Linked DNA regions of Mus musculus: region 2 is linked to region 1. The links are chromatin contacts, called in public Hi-C maps. All regions are on one chromosome and are shown on one strand. The core of a region is the stretch at or near the end of the contact, and the rest is flanking DNA. Distances in the headings are between cores, read along the strand shown.

What was found. A called contact is a pair of places that touch in the nucleus more often than the background predicts.
Region 2: a contact with region 1 is called in a Hi-C map of muscle stem cells, with 1.9 times the contacts expected there. The contact joins the promoter of Myf6 here to the promoter of Acss3 in region 1. A contact is called at or near these places in 4 of 39 promoter capture datasets (the 3T3-L1 cell line, 3T3-L1-derived adipocytes, embryonic stem cells and 1 more) and 2 of 484 Hi-C or Micro-C datasets (muscle stem cells and uterus).

The regions. Positions count from the first base shown.
Region 1 is chr10:107,121,267-107,125,329 of GRCm38.p6, forward strand. Acss3 (acyl-CoA synthetase short-chain family member 3) reads right to left here and starts at 2,371. Exons shown (of 16, transcript NM_001142804.2): 1 at 2,022-2,371. The coding sequence starts at 2,317.
Region 2 is chr10:107,492,857-107,496,914 of GRCm38.p6, forward strand. Myf6 (myogenic factor 6) reads right to left here and starts at 1,867. Exons shown (of 3, transcript NM_008657.3): 1 at 1,330-1,867; 2 at 955-1,045; 3 at 1-616. The coding sequence starts at 1,848. The coding sequence ends at 498. It overlaps Gm36177 (a long non-coding RNA gene), which reads left to right and starts at 2,412. Exons shown (of 6, transcript XR_872011.1): 1 at 2,412-2,470.

The sequences.
Region 1 (4,063 bases), core at 1,121-3,620:
GCACAACTTTTAAAATTTCCACTAAAAGTTTGAGTTTAAAGAAGAAAAACAAGTCTTTGGAAGGAGCTCTTGTGTCCTAAGTCACCTTCTGCCACGGGCATTAATTTTTCTTTCTTTGCTGTTTCTTGGAGCTTCACTGACCCATGCTGGGCCTATGGACTCACTTCAGTCTCTCTTCTGTCACTGCCATTGCCCAAGACTTATTTGACTATCTTCAGGTTTCAGTGACAGTATCCCAGTGACCTCTTTGTAAAATTGTTAACTTTGTTTATTTAGTGTGTGTGTGTGTGTGTGTGTGTGTGTGCGCGCGCGCGCGCGTGCGCACCTGTGTGTTACAACATGGATACAGATATCCCCTCCCCTCCCATAAAAAAAAAAAAAAAAAAACAAAACAAAACAAAACAACTTTTGGGAGTCTGTTCTCTTCTTCTGCCCTGAGAGTCCCCAGGACTGAACCTAAGCTGTCAATACTGGCATCAAGATCCTAACCTCTACCAACTGAGCCAATCTCACCAGCCCCCAGTGACCTTCTACCTGAAATCTTTGCATATTGGTTTTGTGGTAAAGGTAGCCACATAAGACTATTAGAGAGCAGTAATTTATGACAGATATACTGAGCTTTGAGAACAACCTTGGGTGATAATCTCTGTTGTCATATGAAGGGCAATAAAAAAGCTTCCTGTTCCTACCATGATTGCAAAATGAAAACTAAAAAGTTAGCTTTTCCACTAATAACAATTACAGTCTAATCCACAGGGTCACCCAGTCTTGTTTCTTTAATCAGCTAATCCTCAAACTAATGACTTGATTTTAAGGAAGAAAAAAAATGGAGATTAAGTCACAGGCAATGTGTTCCAGAGAGCTAACACTGTTACTCACCCATGGCTATATACTTACTGCCTAGTTCGCTGTCACCACAAAAAAAGTGAATGGATCATATACTACTAGAATAAGAAATGAAATTGTGTGTGTGTGGGGGGGGGGGGCATGTGAATCACCATGGAAACATTCCCACAAACAAAACCAAAAGGGAACAAGGCAGGATGAAGACGCAAAAGGGACTCCTCTCACTCTCATTACAGATTCTCTGTTCTGAGAATAAAGTCATCAACCGAACAGACAGAGGGCAGCTTGACCAATGCACTGCCCTCATCTGCTACGAAGCTCTTTTTTCAAATTTTACAGATAATATTTCCTAATAACTAGCAGATGGGAGAAGCCATATCCTTAAAGGGCTAGGCACCCAGAAACTCCATGTCTGTGGGCCTCACTCTCTCAGTAGCCTAAAGACACTTTTCTACAATGTCTTCTCCTTTGAATATAAAAGCAATGTTTGAAAGGATTTATAATTGAAATGTCAAGATGAAAGCTTTCTTCCTACTGTGACTCCATGGGTCACCTGGCCTCTATCAGCCCCTAGGCAATCCTGGGGTTTCATACGCACAAGCCTATGGTACCTAGCACACTATCTAATCCTCCTTTTACCCCAACTCCTTTCTCTCACTTCTCCAGATAACACAGTTACAGTGTCCGTTACTTCAGGCTCTCTGGTACCCCCTTGAACTTTGATACTAAGATCACTTCAGCTTTGAAATGATGAGATCTAATCTTTCCAGGGCTTGCTCAGCCCTTCCCCCTTTCTCCCTCCATAATTCCCTAGTCTATTACACACTCTATATTTGTTTACACAGGATCTCCTCTTCTAGTCAGCAGAGTCCATGCAAGCCAAGCCTTTGTTTTCCTGAGCCTTTGTTTTGGTCACTTAACTTCATCCCCACTGCCAAGCAGGGCCTTGGCAAGTCAACCTCTGTGGCACTGGGATCACCCTAGATAACCAAGAACTTCAGAAAGAGAATGTAGGACAGCTATGAGAATGAAACCAACAAACAAGCAATAGCTGAAGGCATCGTACATTTTGATTTTCTTTTCATTCTTAGAACTTTAGATCCCTGGTCCCAGACCTTCCAGCCTTGGCATCTAAGAAGTTAGGAGATAATGGAAATGACTAAGACACCACTCACCAACTTGTGGAAGGCGGGTATCTGCTCTCTAGAGTTTTGGTCCAGGGCTTGTACCAACTGATCTGCTCAGCAGCTTTACCCCAGAATCTTTCGGGGTCAGCCACAGAGGCTGCGAAGTGGGTCTTGTACTCACCACCACTGCCGGTGGTCAGAGCCCTGCAGCCCCTGCCCCCAAACCCGGCCACCAAAGCCCTTCGGGTCACAGCGGCTCCTCTTACTGAAGGGGATCCTGGCAGAGGTGCCCCAAGCGTCCCGGCGCCTGTTACTTTGCGACATTGCAACCAGGATGGCTTCATACTTTCTCTCTGTCCCTAGCTGCAGTCGGAGCAGTTTGCAGTCCCAACAGCTGTGGCACTAGCCCCGAGGGGGAGCCTGCAGGAGGCGGGGCTAATCAAGAGGTGAGCCCCTAGCCCCGAAGTTTGGAAGTCAAACTGAAGTCTGCGATAAAAACCGACCTGGAGTCAGCAAGAAAGCAACAGGCTGGAACGGAGGCCTGGGGAAAGTGGCCAGGAGTTTATAGGGGTTGAGTTGCGTCACCCCTAAATTCAACTCTTACACGCATTTTCAGCCCATGACAGTCACTTGCAATTTGACAGAGAGTTTAATAGGACTTAGATACACACAAAGACGCCTAGAAAAAGCCCAAAGGGCCCAATGGCTTATTTAAAATAAAGCATGTGTCTCTTTCCTAAAGCAAAAGCATATAACTTTGGACATTATAGTGAGGCTCTGGGATATCATTTTCCTTTACACATTTATTTCTTTGTTTAAAATTCAACTCAAACCCTACTTACTAAAACCACAAGCAGCTCCGGGGCATCATTTGTTCCAGGATTTCTTGGCAACCTAGAGGAGGTGTGGAAGGAGGGTTACCCAGCAGGGTTGGGGGGGGGGGCGTGTTTCCAGGAGTGATTGACAGGTCTGGCCACTAGCGACAACAGCCAAGCTGAGAGCAGGAGGCACCTGCCTGTCCATTCCACAGTATTTAGAGGCAGGAATACAAAGGACTTGGAACCTTTCCTCCCTTCTAACTCCCTTTGGAGTTATGCTGACTCTCTTTGAGAGAACACACGGTTGTGAGATTTCTTTGGAGTAATAAAAATACTCTTAAATCGAATATGGTAACCACACCATAACCCTGAAGAAACTAGAATTCACTGTAGTGTACCTACCCCTTGAGAGGGTGAATTGTGTAATGTGTGGGTTAAGTCTCAGAAGGCTATTCTCAAACAAATCAAAAGATAAAATGACTCTTAATAAAGACGAAGCTGAGAAAATTTAAAACACACAGGTGTGTTTCCCTGCCTGGCTTTTGCCTTTCTACAGGACCTGCCTTCTCTCACAATTCAATGAAAGTCACAATCTTTTGCTTTAATATCGTGCCAAGCCCACTCTGTTTTAGCGTCACAATATTTGAAGTTTTACGTGTAAAAATAATGTATTCTCAAGTCTTAGGTGAGAAATGGTGGAATGTCCTGGACCCTGTAAACAACCATAAATTCGAAAGCAGTAAACAAATGATCCTGCAGGCAGAAAATGATGCAGAGATAAAGGCTAAACTTTGCAAGCATGAATCTAATCCAAGGCAGGAGAGAAATAACTTTAAGTAACCCCCTCAGCTATTTTCCTTAACTAAGAAGCAAGACTCCACACCTTTCCTACCCACCCACAGCATGTTTTATTCCTCCCAACTTTCTTAGAAGACTGCCATCGCCTAAATCAAAATCCTTTCCATCTCTACCACCCCCCTCTTCCTACTCAATGCTGCCCTCTGACATACAAATTTCAAGGACTCCAAATTATTACCGTGAGATTGTTTTATAATTTCAACTAAATATAATTAATTAAACATTCACATATATATTCTCATTTGCAAAACCACACCACATAAGAACCAAACTGGGTAATGGTAGTGTTATGGACTCAGCAAGGACATAGAGAACTGGAGAAGAAGAAGGAGGAAGACAAGGAGGAAGAAGGAGGATGGAGGGGGTGCAGGAGGAAGGAGAAGGAAAGAGGAGGAAGGAGGAAGTGAGAGGAGG
Region 2 (4,058 bases), core at 617-3,116, 370 kb after region 1:
GTAGAAACGTATTAATATTTTAATATTACAATATCAGGATCTTCACACATTTTATATACAATGTTAAATCCACGTTTAAAATATATTCTTTAGGTTTACATAGAAACGAAAGTTCTAAGACTATTTACAAAAAGTACATTATATACTATTAGGATTAAACGTTCTCTCTTTGATTTAGACAGGAATGAACTTCGTTTGCAACTGACAAAAAAGGGTCACGTGATCATAGTAAAAGTTAATATGTTATTAAAACCAACCAAACTAAAAACAAAATCAGGGTTCTAGAGCTAAGCTACTAGCCGTTCCGATATAATAATAAGTATCATAATAAAAGCCCCAAGGCGAAGGACTTTCACTTGAGGTGGTGAGAAGTTTCTTTTTAAATACTAAATCTCTCGCCTTTCATAAAAGCTGGCATCTGTGAGCCCTAATCTAAATGATTAGGTGGAAAGGGGGGTCTTCCTGCTGGGTGAAGAATGTTCCAAATGCTGGCTGAGTTACTTCTCCACCACCTCCTCCACGCTGGGGAGTTTGCGTTCCTCTGAAGAAATACTGTCCACGATGGAAGAAAGGCGCTGAAGACTGCTGGAGGCTGAGGCATCCACGTTTGCTCCTCCTGCGCACAGAGAACAAACACAAACCGCGCCTGTAGCATTCCTCTGTGTGCCCCACAGAAGGCTACCAAGGCCACGCAGGAGGATTGCATCCCTGAGAGAAAAAAAAAAAAAAAAAAGCGCCCGGATTTGGCTGTTGCTAGCTTTGAGCTCTTTGTGCTCAGCCAGAGCACTCCTGTGCTATGCTGTGCTGTGCTGTGCTGTGCTGTGCTGTGCTGTGCTGTGCTGTGCTGTGCTGTGCTGTGCTGTGCTGTGCTGTGCTGTGCTGTGCTGTGCTGTGCTGTGCTGTGCTGAGCCTAGATGCTTCCAGTACAGCCCAGTGCCCTTTCTTTTAAGTTACCTTCCTTAGCAGTTATCACGAGGCCCCTGGAATGATCCGAAACACTTGGCCACTGGGGGCTGCAGGTGCGCAGGAAATCCGCACCCTCAAGCTGGAAGGAAAACCAAAGCAGCAGATTAGAAAAGAAACAAATACGCAGGGGGGAGAGGAGGGGTGGGAGGTGGAGGCTTGGGGGTGTCTCCCCTGCTTTCTTGGGCCAGACTGCATTTCCTGCTTAGGACAGGGGCTCTATCTTCTAGGGTCACTGGAGGTTCATTAGAGAGGCTAGGGGCGGGCAAGAAAGGGGGTAGGCACCAAGCAGGTGGAGGATACAGTCTCAGGAAGACTTTTAATAGGCCTTTTACATTTCCCTGCCCTGGTCGCATATGGGCTTACAATTTCTTGCTTGGGTTTGTAGCTGTAGGGGTCCACGCCCAGCTCCTGCATCTTCTCTTGCTGATCCAGCCGGTGCAGCAGGTCCTGTAGACGCTCAATGTAGCTGATGGCACTCCGCAGAATCTCCACCTTGGGCAGTCTCTGGTTGGGGTTGGCCACAGTCCGACGCTTCAGGGCCTCAAAGGCTTCGTTGATTTTCTTTAGTCTCCTCCTTTCGCGCAGGGTAGCTGCTTTCCGACGATCTGTGGGGGCAGATTTTCTCTTGCAAGTCTTGCAAGCCCAGATCAGACACTGGCCAGGGCAGTGGGGAGGCTGCAGGCCTGGGGGAGCCAGAACGTGTTCCTCTCCACTGCTGTCGCTCCCGGCTTCCTGGGGCATTTGGTCCTGGCAAGGGGATAGGGTACCATCACTCCCTGGATACAAAGGAGAGCCCTCTGCCACTTCTAATGGCTGAAGAGTCACATTTTCTCCATCTAAGTAGAAGAAATAGGAGCCAGTTTCAAAAAGGTCCATCATCATGTTCTCCTCCTTGGCCTCTGACTGATCTGATCTGGGTGATGGACTCAAAAACCCAGAGGAGCCACCCAGATGGCATTTAATTAGTGCGGTGACATAAGTCGACCCAGCTTTATATATAGTAGCTACTGAAACTCAATCCAACTTCTAGCTGTCATGGAGCATCAGTCTCCCAAAGTGATTACAGCGAGCGCTCCCTAGAACATCTAGTTTGAAAGAAAACGGAGAAATATCACCTCTGAGAGTGAATGTGACCGTCCATAAGACAAACAGGTTAAAAACAAAAATACACACAGATAGTCACAGTGCCGAAAGCATTCGGTGCTTCCATTTTGGACAGTTCCGACACTAACCTGCTAACCAGGCAACTTCAAAAACAACTGGGGATTAACACTGCTCTGCTCCCCTCCCTCCAGAGTTCAACTGAATTCTAAGTATAGACTCATGATGAGAGATTTCATAGGCAATAGCCATTGCTCCAAAATAGCCTCATTAATATTTCCAGTGAGGTTCGGCTCCTTACTCTGTTCTGCCTGTCAAAAAGATGCTATCCCTGTGATTAAAACCATTACCAGTCCTTCAAAGGTTACATATGACTTTCAGGCCTCAGCTTCAATAGAAGCAGGTAAATAATCTCTTTCCTCTCTTTTACTACATCTGTAAGATGAGGTGGGAGTTGGGGAGTGGGTGAAGGGTGCTCACATCCCATGCTATTGTATGAAGTGACTCAGGATTCTTTCACAGTGACCTTCCTTGGCTACCTGTTATTTTAGATAGTGCAATTAAAATATGAATTCTGCTTCCTTTTCCAGTTGGAGCAATAGCATATAAAGGGAGGACTGAGACACAGAAGGAAAATAAACATGGAATAAAACCCTAAAATAGTTGCGGTTAAAAACAAGAAACACAGCAGTTGATTGATAGTTCAAATGTATCTTGAAATAACAAAAGGTTCTGTACCAAGTTTTATTCACATTCTCGCTATCCATTGACTCCACCAAAGTTGGTTGCTTAGGATTCAGATGAGAAAGTAAGAAGATAAGGCACATGTGATGAAACAAATGTTTTTTTATTGTATAGTGCCCATAGTCCAACACATTAGCATGTCGTTCCTAATGCAAAAAATGAAGTATAGAGAGCTCTCAGATTTCAAAGAACTCTCTTTCAGTCCTAGCTGTGTTGACTTCTATTTCTGTGTCTATAGATAAGTACTCTTTGAAATACTTCAAGATGATAGTGGTTGTCTTACAGAGTTTGGGTAAGCGTTCAATAAAATATTATCGCACATGACTCATGTGCATGTAGCCATGCAGTAAACATTAGTTCACTAATGTTTAACATAAACCATAATATAACATAAAAATGTTGGGACTAAGCATTTCAAGGCAAATAAACTACAGCTGGTGTTGCCCCCTCTCTCTGGCTATTCTCTCCTCCCCTAAATGTTTGTTCCTCTTTCTTTGATTTTCAATCCTTCTTGAGAATTCTGGAGAGAGTACTTCCACTACCAGTAAGCAGCTTTGGAGATAAAAGTCTCACTTTTTAGTAGATACCCCAAAAAGTGAATGGAAAGTATAAGAACTTATTCTACCTCAAGCATTGGTTGGGTTGTGTTCCCTCTGGCTTCCTTTTTGAAAAACTAAACTAAATTATTAAAACAGTAAAATCCGTGCAAAAATCACTTTCATATCATTTAGGAATAAGTTAAAATTTTAACCCAAGACACTTTATTTAGTTCTTCTCAACCTCCATTGAGAGCTCATCTTTGAGTGTTAACTATAAGCTGTTTGGGCCAGTTTTGTGTATTTGTTCTTGTGTAGCTGTGAGTTCCTTATCAAGACAGAGAGTCATCATTACACTCTGGGGTGGTAGAAAGCACTAGAAAGAGGAAGAAGAATGCAATACTTATTATGTTATTTCCTCTAGCTGCCTGGTCACCAAGATTAAGGCTGTAGACTGAATGCTTCGGCAACTCAGAGTCCAATCTAGCTTTTCTTATAGAGCATGAACTTCTGTTATTAGCTACATGTTATGCTGTCTCATACATAGAAAACAATTTGAAAAGTTAACCTTTGAAGAAAGGAATCATATAGCATTGTTACTCAAATAATTAAAATGGTCTCCTGCTCTGTCTTCTCATAATTCTGATAATTTTATCTCTTCTTAGGGGATTTATATCCAGAATAATTAATTAGTTTGACAAAGGGATGGAA